3 separate regions of the Mus musculus genome follow, and regions 1 and 3 are each linked to region 2. A link is a contact called in public Hi-C data. All regions are on one chromosome and are shown on one strand. The core of a region is the stretch at or near the end of the contact, and the rest is flanking DNA. Distances in the headings are between cores, read along the strand shown. Region 1 overlaps Ssbp2 (single-stranded DNA binding protein 2). Region 2 overlaps A830009L08Rik (RIKEN cDNA A830009L08 gene). Region 3 overlaps Atg10 (autophagy related 10).

Evidence for each region. Hi-C and Micro-C count contacts between places; a contact is called where the count stands out from the background.
Region 1: a Hi-C map of LSK cells shows a contact between it and region 2, with 4 times the contacts expected there. The contact joins two enhancer-like sites. A contact is called at or near these places in 3 of 484 Hi-C or Micro-C datasets (LSK cells, Th17 cells and granulocyte-monocyte progenitors), 1 of 115 datasets of contacts at active chromatin or transcription factors (double positive thymocytes) and 2 of 9 other capture datasets (adipose tissue and liver).
Region 3: a Hi-C map of uterus shows a contact between it and region 2, with 4 times the contacts expected there. The contact joins two enhancer-like sites. A contact is called at or near these places in 7 of 484 Hi-C or Micro-C datasets (the HPC-5 cell line, LSK cells, conventional dendritic cells and 4 more) and 4 of 115 datasets of contacts at active chromatin or transcription factors (Th17 cells, large pre-B cells, memory CD8 T cells and 1 more).

The regions. Positions count from the first base shown.
Region 1 is chr13:91,540,719-91,543,768 of GRCm38.p6, forward strand. All of the region lies in intron 3 of Ssbp2 (single-stranded DNA binding protein 2), which reads left to right. Among named protein-coding and RNA genes, the nearest start is that of Gm41016, 8.2 kb to the left of the region's middle. Within about 2 kb of position 1,538, at least 93 of the 459 cell types and tissues checked have an H3K27ac peak or open chromatin away from gene starts, as enhancers often do. A contact at or near this core is called in LSK cells, Th17 cells, double positive thymocytes and 1 more, where this site is marked.
Region 2 is chr13:91,369,190-91,372,582 of GRCm38.p6, forward strand. It overlaps A830009L08Rik (RIKEN cDNA A830009L08 gene), which reads right to left. Exons shown (of 3, transcript NR_045161.1): 3 at 1-2,235. Among named protein-coding and RNA genes, the nearest start is that of A830009L08Rik, 17 kb to the right of the region's middle. Within about 2 kb of position 1,827, at least 412 of the 459 cell types and tissues checked have an H3K27ac peak or open chromatin away from gene starts, as enhancers often do. A contact at or near this core is called in LSK cells, Th17 cells, double positive thymocytes and 3 more, where this site is marked.
Region 3 is chr13:91,204,819-91,208,001 of GRCm38.p6, forward strand. All of the region lies in intron 2 of Atg10 (autophagy related 10), which reads right to left. Among named protein-coding and RNA genes, the nearest start is that of Atg10, 18 kb to the right of the region's middle. Within about 2 kb of position 1,578, at least 69 of the 459 cell types and tissues checked have an H3K27ac peak or open chromatin away from gene starts, as enhancers often do. A contact at or near this core is called in pancreatic cancer cells and uterus, where this site is marked.

The DNA.
Region 1 (3,050 bases), core at 288-2,787, 170 kb after region 2:
GAAGGGAGGGAGGCCTGAGGACATGTGTGTTTGTGTGTGTGTGTGTGTGTGTGAGAGAGAGAGAGAGTGTGGGGGGGTGAGATTAGAAACACAAAAAACCTTGCTAGATACTGTTTAAAGCCAAGATAATACTGATGCATATAAAGTCACTGTGACACAGTATATACAGATATACTTTTCTGCAGCAGCAATTGGTAGGACAGATCTTTGGTTAAGCTAGGCTAGCTGGTTCTTTCTGTGTCTCTGTCTCTGTCTCTCTTCCTTGCACCCTCCCTCTGTCTCCATCTCTATCAGAAGTATCATCTGTTGCCTTGGCCACTCATTTTCAACATCATCTTTAAAGGAAGGAAATAAAGGGCCAGGCATGTAGTTCCCTTGTACATTATTTAATCATCATCTTTTTAGCCAGCCTCTCCCCCACAGGCATGACTTAGTTGAAGTTCTGTGGCACTGGAACCACACTTGCTCAGTTGTGGTTGTGGGTTTCCTCTGTTTGTCGCACACACAGCAGGAACAGGTGCAAGCCTTTGTTTGAACATTGTTCCTGTAATTGGGCCAACCGTCCATTCCACTACAGTTGCGCAAGGTCATTGCGCTGTTTTCTGGGTTTAAGGCTGGTCTCTCGTATAGTGTTAAAAAAAAAAAATCAAAACTGTAATTTGGTAAGTGATGGATTTAAGGTGTTTAGATCGAGACTGTTCTTTTCCTTTCTAGTAAAGGGATTGAGCTTGGGGTCCAGTGCATGCTGGGAGTGCTCTGCTCCTGTGCTGTCTTCAGCCCTAACTTCACAGTTACCTCCTAGGTGCCGCCAAGTCTTCTCTTTATTGGCATCTTTATGGATGTGCTGATGCTTGTGATTACCACAGATGTTCATATTGGATACGCGGATTAAAAGAGTGAGGATGTCTAGTTTTTCTCTATGTTTATGTTTTTATGCCTACTTCATTTTTGCTACTTCTTCAATAACTTAACCTATATCTGCAGCATGGCGATCAATAATAATGTCCTTCATCCTTTGTCCCTTTTTGTGCTAGACTTTAGTTTTTTATATCAGCTATCAGAAGGAATAGCTTTTAAACCAGCCATTGTCTCTCCTTTCTGTGACTCAGAGATTCAGAAGGACACCTGGACTTTGAACTTTGAAGTAACTTAATTTGGAGATAATCAAAATTAATGTTAATAATTAGCATGTAAATACTTTAAACTTTAAAGTTTGTTGAACTTAACATACAGCATATGCAATATTTAAAAATATTTTCTTGGGTTTTTCCCCATAAAACTATGAATGCGTTCTTTTCAGCATTTGCTTTGTGTATGTGAATCATGGATAATTCACAGTTTTGAAGTTAAGGGCTCTTCTGAGAACTACCAAAAAGGTATGACTCTACCCTTCCAAAACAATGCATGATGAAAGAGTATTCCTGACCATTGTCCAGAGTGAAACTTTTACTGAGGGCTGAATTCAATCCAACAGATACATGGCTGTCTTGTCTTAAGAGTTTAGAACTGGGCCTAAGTCTGTGGTCTGATGAAGGAAGTTGGCCTGTGTTAGTGGTTCCCTTTGTCACTACTCAGGAGCCTGCTGGTATTATTGGAACCAGCTATGACCAATGAGTAATAAAATATAATTTTATGACTTCCTGTCACTTTTCAAATGGATTTGAAGTTGGAATTTTTTTTTGTTTAAGCCTGTTTACTAAATACAAATGCAACTATATCACCATCCAGAAAATTGGTGGGCTAGATAAGCAAGTCAAACATAATATAACAGAAGTATGTGTGTTACAATAAAAATATAAAAATATATTTATAATACAAATATAAACACAGGAGCCATACTCACAAATGTTGGAAGCATAAGGAGAGGCATTGCGGAGGAAGTAAATCAAAGCTGAACTGAAAGGCAGTAGAGGGAAAGTGTCAAGGGCAAGTGACAGTTCCTGTAGAGTCACAAGAGGGCCTTGACTGTAACAGGTAGTTTAAACCAGTTGATCTGAGGTTGTAGTACTAGGAAAGGGCATATTCTCAGCTAGGACAAAAGGCAGGGGCCAGATTAGGAGTTACAGAGTCTGGAGCATTGTGGTTTACCACCCTCACATGTTAAACTAAGTGTATTCCATGATTAGTTCTGTGCTTTCCCACTAGTTCCAGAGTTAACATAAAACACAACCTAAGAGTGAAAAGTCAAAGAAAAGAATGGGAGAGGTGGGATGTGTGGAAGATGGACAGACAGATGCATGTGTGTATGCGTGAGCGCGCACACACACACACACACACACACACACACACACACAAGCACACACACAAGAGAAAGGACAGCCAACAGCCTTGGGGAGGAGAGGGCTTGTGCTGTTGAGGGAAGCAGATGGTTTGTAAGCTTCAGTCTTACGTCTGACCTGAGCTCTGCAGACGCTTGTCTGTCACTGGTGTACTCTGGTGAAACATGCAGTTCCCAGTTTCAGTTTGCTGCCATCCTCTAGAGCATATATTATTAGAAAATTTACTTCCTGTTTATGCTTGTATACAAATGTTCCTACTTTTTTCCATTAATTTTAAAAATCAAAATTCCAGGAAACTTCTTTCCTCTGAGGTAAATATCTTTTTAAACCTGTGGAATTTGGAAATACAGGCTCACAAAATCTTACCATTTGATGGCTTAATTAAAAAGCCCTATGCATTTTAGTTTATAACATAGAAATATAAAGTACCATTTAAAATAATCTTAGGTCTATACATTTGTATTCTAAACTATGTAACTGATAAGATTATCGTAAGTGTAGTTCCTTTTACCTGGCAGCTGGAAATCAAATCTTTTTTTTAAAAAAACTATTTAGTATTATTATATCTAAGTACACTGTAGCTGTCTTCAGACACACCATAAGAGGGCGTCAGATCTCAGTATGGATAGTTCTAAGCCAACATGTGGTTGCTAGAACTCTTGAGCTGGCCTGTGAGACAAGAGTGTTAGTAATGCCTGGCTGGCCCTTACTGCTGTTGCTGTGCCTTCCTGAACAGTCAGTGAGCAGCTCAGCCAGGGCAGTGCCTGGGAC
Region 2 (3,393 bases), core at 577-3,076:
GGTACATGTCGAGTCACATTTGTAGACTATGAAGAAATAAATAAATAAGATTAAAATATAACCTTAAGAAAAGAAGTCTGGATAATTGAAAATTTTTTGAAGCAGGGCCAAAGGAGAAAAATTCACTCTAGAGGGCAACTGTATATTCAGCAAAACACATTTTCCCTTGTGCTTTGGGTGTGGCTTCTATGTGTGGGACTACATATGTGTGAGGGCATCCTGCCTTATGATTGGAGTTAAATCTATGTATTTGCCAAAAGCACATTCCAGGCCTGAGAAATGCCTCTGCTACCCAGAGTCCTTAGGTTGGCATTCTGTCCTCCGTGGTCGTTACTTGGTTTGGTCCATGTCTGAGGTAAACTGAGCCCTGGAGGCTAGTACAACTTCCTTGTTTAGGTTAGTTTGAAAAACAAGAAAAGTGTCTTCTTGTTATTGAAGATCCACGCCTACAGGCTAATTTTTCTAAACACATAGTCAGCAGACCAGCAAGAAGAAAAACTTAGCTCCTGGCTCTCTAAGTGGATTCAACTTCCTCCCCGTTCCAGCAAGGGTAGAGTTGGATAATTTCTCTTCGGAGATGTTTATTTCCACTCAAATTTATTTTTGAGGATAGGGAAGAATACTGCTGTCTCTTCTGTGGATACGACTCCAATTCAAGGAGCCAGGCTTTGGTCTGCCCACTGTTGAGACACTGGACCCTTGTGGTTACCCGTGTATAACCTTGGAAATGGGGGGGTATCACCCCCATTATCTAAGGTCCTGGATTTGAATGCAGTAGCTCTAGCCCCCAGAAATTAAATCCAAAGTCAGGATCAGCAACTCCTTTCATCAGCCCCTTGCTGGAAAAACTGTGGTGCCCAAGCTTCAAGAAGGCCCATTCCCTCTCAGTTCTTTCAGGCCCACCCAAACTGAGCAGGATGGAATGTCTAAACGTATGTATGAAAGGGAAAGGGTTCATCCCAGCTGCCTTGTCCACTCCTCACCCTAGCTTTGGGGGTAGCACCAAGCATCTAAGTGGGGAGCAACTGTAAACCACAAACACCCAAACCAGGTGCCTGGCAACTTAAACTATAGAGGAGAGCTGAAAGGGCACGGAGTCTGAAGTTTAGAGAGTTCATCTTGGTATCTGAACAGACCCACTAAGGACAGAAATGGTTATATCCCAGGATTCCCCTTGTGTGGCAGTGTGAAGTCTCAAAATTCATTTTATGACCTCAACGCCCTTTATTCCGAAAAAGGTTTAAACGTCCTGTAAGAGTTTTAAATGCACAGTGGGCATAGGCGGTGGGGAGGCACTCTTCTACTTTGCCTAGCCACTGCTTTCAAATAACCTTTGTGGCGGGGCTAGGATGCAAAGCCACCTTCGCCCAACTGGTGCAACCTCAAAAACAAGCGGAAGCCAACAGGCTGCAGGACCAATCTGCCGCTCGGCCCCAGTTCTCTCTGCAAGCCCTCCAGCCTCCAGCCCCAAGTGCCCCGCAGCCCCTTTCTCACTGCCCACTCGAGCAGGTCCCTGCCCCCCGCCCCAACCCAGCCTCTAGAAACCCACAGTCGCTCTCAGAGCCCACCAGCAAATTCCCAAAAGCCCCCAGCCTTTCCAGGAAAGAGAGAGGGGGGAAAAAAAAAGACCATGACATCACGGGCAGGTTTATTTGGGTTTGTTTGTTTGCTTGTTGGCTCGATTAAATACTCGTGGAAGGTGAACGTACCCCACACAGGAGAAGTTTGATGTTGACAAACTTCTGGTGGCAGCGAGACTGTGTCAGCACAACTTCCGGGATAATGAGAGCTGCTTTGCAGGGAGCGCGGCAGCGGCGGCGGGAGGCTGCCACAGGACGGAACAGCAAATGCTATTCAGCCCGAGCAGTTTCAAGCCGCCCGAGCTGGGGAATTACTGTAGTCGAGCTTCGGCTCTTACCACCGGCGCTGGATCTGGGCGCGCGTTAGGGGGGGAAGCTGCAGGCACAGGGCGCCGAGAGGGGAGCTTTCAAGTTACTTTGCTCCTTGCCTGCACCCGGCAGAGGCTTGCAGGCTGCGTGGTAACTGCAAACATCTTGTTCCCTGCTTCTTTGGGCGGCTGCCCTGGAACCAACCAACTTTTCTCTCCCCCAAAACTCCCTCTTTGTTTCAAATAGGACTCTCCAAAATTTATTCTTGGGAAGACTGACAGCCGGGGTCAAGAAACAGCTGTTGAAGTTAATGTTTCTTCCTCCCACTTCGTCTGATGGTTGTGCCCTGCCAAGACAAAGTGAGAGGCACTGCCTGGTGGCTTCTTTAAACAGACATGCATTTAGCCACCCCCCAAAAAAATGTTTTAAAATGAGGCGGGGAGGGGCACGGGGGCAGTATATTTTCCTGCCTCACATACAATCTGATCAGAAATGCAACAGCATGTGTCTTTCAACTTGTGTTGATTACTTGCTGAAAAGATGCAGCAGATTTTAGTTTTGAGCACTTTGGGCATCAGGGGTGGGGATGAAGGTAGGGGTGATTGGCACTTTACATTTTAGTAAAGGGGATTTTTTTTCCCTTCGGGCCAGACCCACTTGACCCTCTAAGAGACAGAATGGCCTGGGAGAGGGAGAAAAGAGTTTTACTCTTTGGCAAGATGAAGTCACAATGGAAAATTCAAATTGTTGTGCACAACCAGAGCTGGCATAGAACTTGAGCAACCATTTTTATTTGGAGATGACCATAGCCTAGCTTAGGGTGCTACTGTGTCCTAATATCTTTCAGTTCTTCTTTCAGACCAGGGGCTCCTCTTCCTTTCCCTAACACAAGTTGGTCGTCACCCAGAAGGTATTCTAGAGCAGGGGGCTCTCTTCAGGGTGAAGGTGGACTAGGTAACCTTGCATCTCTTGACATTCAGAGAGCTGAAGGGTTGTGAAAGGACTGCTCAGGACTGCTCAGGACTGCCCTCCTGAGAGTTGCCATGCCCTGGCTGAGCAGTGATGTAGATGGGTGAAGGGGAACGCCATTCTTCCCACACCGGAGAACTAACCACTGTGCCACCTGGCTTGTTCTCAGTAGGGCTCGTTGGGTCAGATCCCACGAAGACTTAAAAGGCTCCCTCTACATCACCAGGTTATTCCATCACCACATGGCAATGCAGCTCCGCCACAAACTGCTATTGCATCAGCCCCAGGGATATTTTAGGAAGCTCTCAAGCTGGGTCCAGCAATGCAGGCATCAGGACCGCACTGCCAAAACCAGAGCTGCTGGACAGGTGGCCGCAGTGCCTTCTCTATTCTCTGTCAACCCTGTGCTCTCTCTTCAAAGCAGGCCGGTCTGCTTGGGGGCTTCCTTCCCCTCTCTCTGCCTGGATTCAGACCCAGGAGGAGATAACCTATCAGCCACTACCTTTGTTTTTCCTCCAGCCCCTTTGCTGTGTTC
Region 3 (3,183 bases), core at 328-2,827, 160 kb before region 2:
GCTTAATCCCTGAAGGTTTGTCCCACGTACCTTACACCCAGGTCTCCACAGACACAGACATTTGCTTTTACAGTCACTACCTTCAGGCTACATGGATCTTCTCTGGTGTTGGTGTTTTGTTTTGCTATCTAAGGGCTTATCCCACTTGGGGTAAAGGCCCTTAATTAAAGGTACAATGCTCACTTAAAGGGTAAGGACCTTTCTTAACTCAGTAGCCAGGACAGTAAACATGCAATTAGACTTCACTATGCTATTTCAGAGACTGGCCAGCAACAAAGTCCAATCTTAAAAACTAATTCTTCAGACCATAGTTTACAATTACAGTGAAGAACTTCTGGCAGAAATGTCTCCCCGCCCGAAGGCTCCCCCGAACTCTAGAACTACCTCGTTTCACACCCAATGGCATACAGACCCCAGTCCTACTCTATTAGATCTCTGAAATGTTAACAGTGTTACCTTGCTTCCAGCTAATACAGAAGGGGGCGGGCAGAGATAGATACAGTGGAACCTGCCTGTGATCCCAGCACTTGGGAGGCAGAGTTTAAGGGATCAGAAGTTCAAGGCCGGCCTCAGTTACATGATGAATTGAAAGTCAAACCAGAGCTACATAAGCCTCTGTCTTAAAAACATAACAAAATAAAAAGGGCAAAGGGCAAAGAGAAACTTCCCGCATGGTTCCCAGGAGGTTATAAGCCAAAGGGGGACATGAGGGGCTTATTCACTACCTTACCGGAAAACCTGGATCTTAAATTATGTTTTTCATTATTGAAATATTCTTGAAAGTTCTAGCTCTTTGAAAGCACCATGAAATTTAGTATATTTTAGTCTTTAAACATGAGTTCCAGCTATCCAATCTACAGAGTGTGAAAATGGTTAGAAATGTGTTTTAAAAATAATCATAATTTTGAGATTTCTGAGAATTTCCAGGAACACTGATCCATTTTCCTGATTCTCAAAAAGTAGCATAAAGGGTATCTGAGAACACCGCTTTTTCTTACTGTGTGCTATAATTCTAAAATTTATTGCTGCCAAATAAAAAGTAACTTTATAAGAGTCAGAAACCTATACCTGAGCTTCAGTTCCTAACACCAAGAGAGGTAGAAAAGGAATAAGGAAGGGAGGGAAGGAGGAAGAATGGGAGGGAGGGAGGGAGGGAGGGAGGGACTTAGACTCATTGACTATCAGAACAATTAAATTAAGCTAAAGACAGAGAGCTGTTAGGAGTATTGCTTACCATGTTCCTTCTCGATTGTGAAACAACACAGGAATATCACAAAGAATGCAGTATGGACCCAGCAAAGTTACTGGTGTAATATTGACATGCAGAGATAGTGATTCCTTAATAGAACTCAGAGAACATATAATATGAATGAAAATTCAAACATAATAGTAATAAAAACTATAAAACTACCCAAGAGTAAATTTAATAAAGGCACAAATGAAGTCAGCTGTCCACACAGGGCCTGAGGAAAGGCCCCTAGGGGTTAAAAATCTCTGATTATCACTGTGACTCATGCCTGTAATCCCAGTTCAGCGGAAGCAGGCTGCACCACCAAGCAAGACCATGTCTCGAAGTAATACAGTGTTGAGTCACTAAGGAAACAGTACATCTGAGAACACCCACAAGCACCCAGGAGCCACCAGTCAGAGCTTGGTTTAGGGAAATAACCCCAAGGAGACCATGGCTTCAGCCCAGTGACATTCTGAGCTGGCGCAGGACCTGCATCTCCCAACTCAGTCCTACATCGCAGGAACCAGGGACAAACGTTCAGGTTTCTCAGATGCACACAGGAACCAGGAAGCACAGAAGCAAGAGCCTGAGCCGGCCATGAATCAACTGAAGTGTCAGACGGGAAAACCTGTTCTCGAAAAAGACTTCAGGCAACTCACAGAAAGCCTTTAGCAGAGAACACTACCAATTGTGTATAGGGAAATACTTGAGCATATCAGGCTTTTTTACATTATTTTAGAATAGAATCAAAAGACTAAACATTCTGTACGATCTTTGTTATTAAGCAGTTCTCAAATATCCCAGTCCTTAATCCTGGAGACTCTTTGAGTGCTGAGCTTTGACATGATTTCAGGATTACCATTACCATTACCATTACCATTACCATTACCATTACCATTACCATTACCATTACTATTACCATTACTCTCTAGAACAGCGGCTCTCAACCTTCCTAACTCTGGGACCCTTAAGGGCTAACAAGCAGCTGAAAGAGTCAGATGCAGATACTTACACCCAACCAATGGACAGAAGCTGAGGACCCCTGTGGTTGAGTTAGGGAAAAGATGGAAGAAGCTGAGGAGGAGGGCAACACCATAGGAAGTCCAGCAGTCTCAACTAACCTGGACCCCCAAGGTCTCTTAGACACTGAGCCACCAACCAGGCAGCATACATCAGCTGATATAAGGCCCCTGACACATATACAGCAGAGGACTGTCTAGGTCTGGCCCCAGTGAGAAAAGATGCACCCAACCCTCGAGAGACTTGAGGCCCCAGGCAGTGGGGAGGTCTGGTGATGTGGGGATGGGGGGAGACATCCTCTTGGAGACAGGGTTGGATGTATGGGATGAGGAACAGACAGAGGGCGGACCAGAGGGGGATAATGACTGGAATGTAAAAAAAGGTTAAAGAATAAATAAAGAACTGATTCAATATGAAAAAAAAAGAGAAAGAGCTCCTCATGTTGTGTTGACCCCAACCATAAAATTATTCTGTTGTGACTTCATAGCTGTAATTTTGCTACTATTGTGAATTATAATGTAAATATTTAATACGTGACCTCCAAAGGGGTCTCAACTCACAGGTTGAGAACCATGGCTCTAGACAAAAATAGTGTCCTAAGAAAATTCTAGTATAGCCAGGTGTGATGACACAAGCCTGTAATTCCAGGACTTGGGAGGTAGTGGCAGGAGAGAGACTATTCAATGTCATCTTTGATAACGTATAAAGTTCAAGGTCAGAGCCTATCTCAAAACTGAAACCAAAGAGAAAGGGAGAGAGATCATTTATAATGTAAACAACTAGTTTGAAGCTCCAGAGAAACATTTATTTACATAGCAATAATTAATATTGTAAGGGACCTTATCTATTAATTCAGGAAGGTCACCTAAGGACTTTTTTAGATAATACTTTATTAGCCAAATAATTATGATTACATATAGTTGGAATAATAA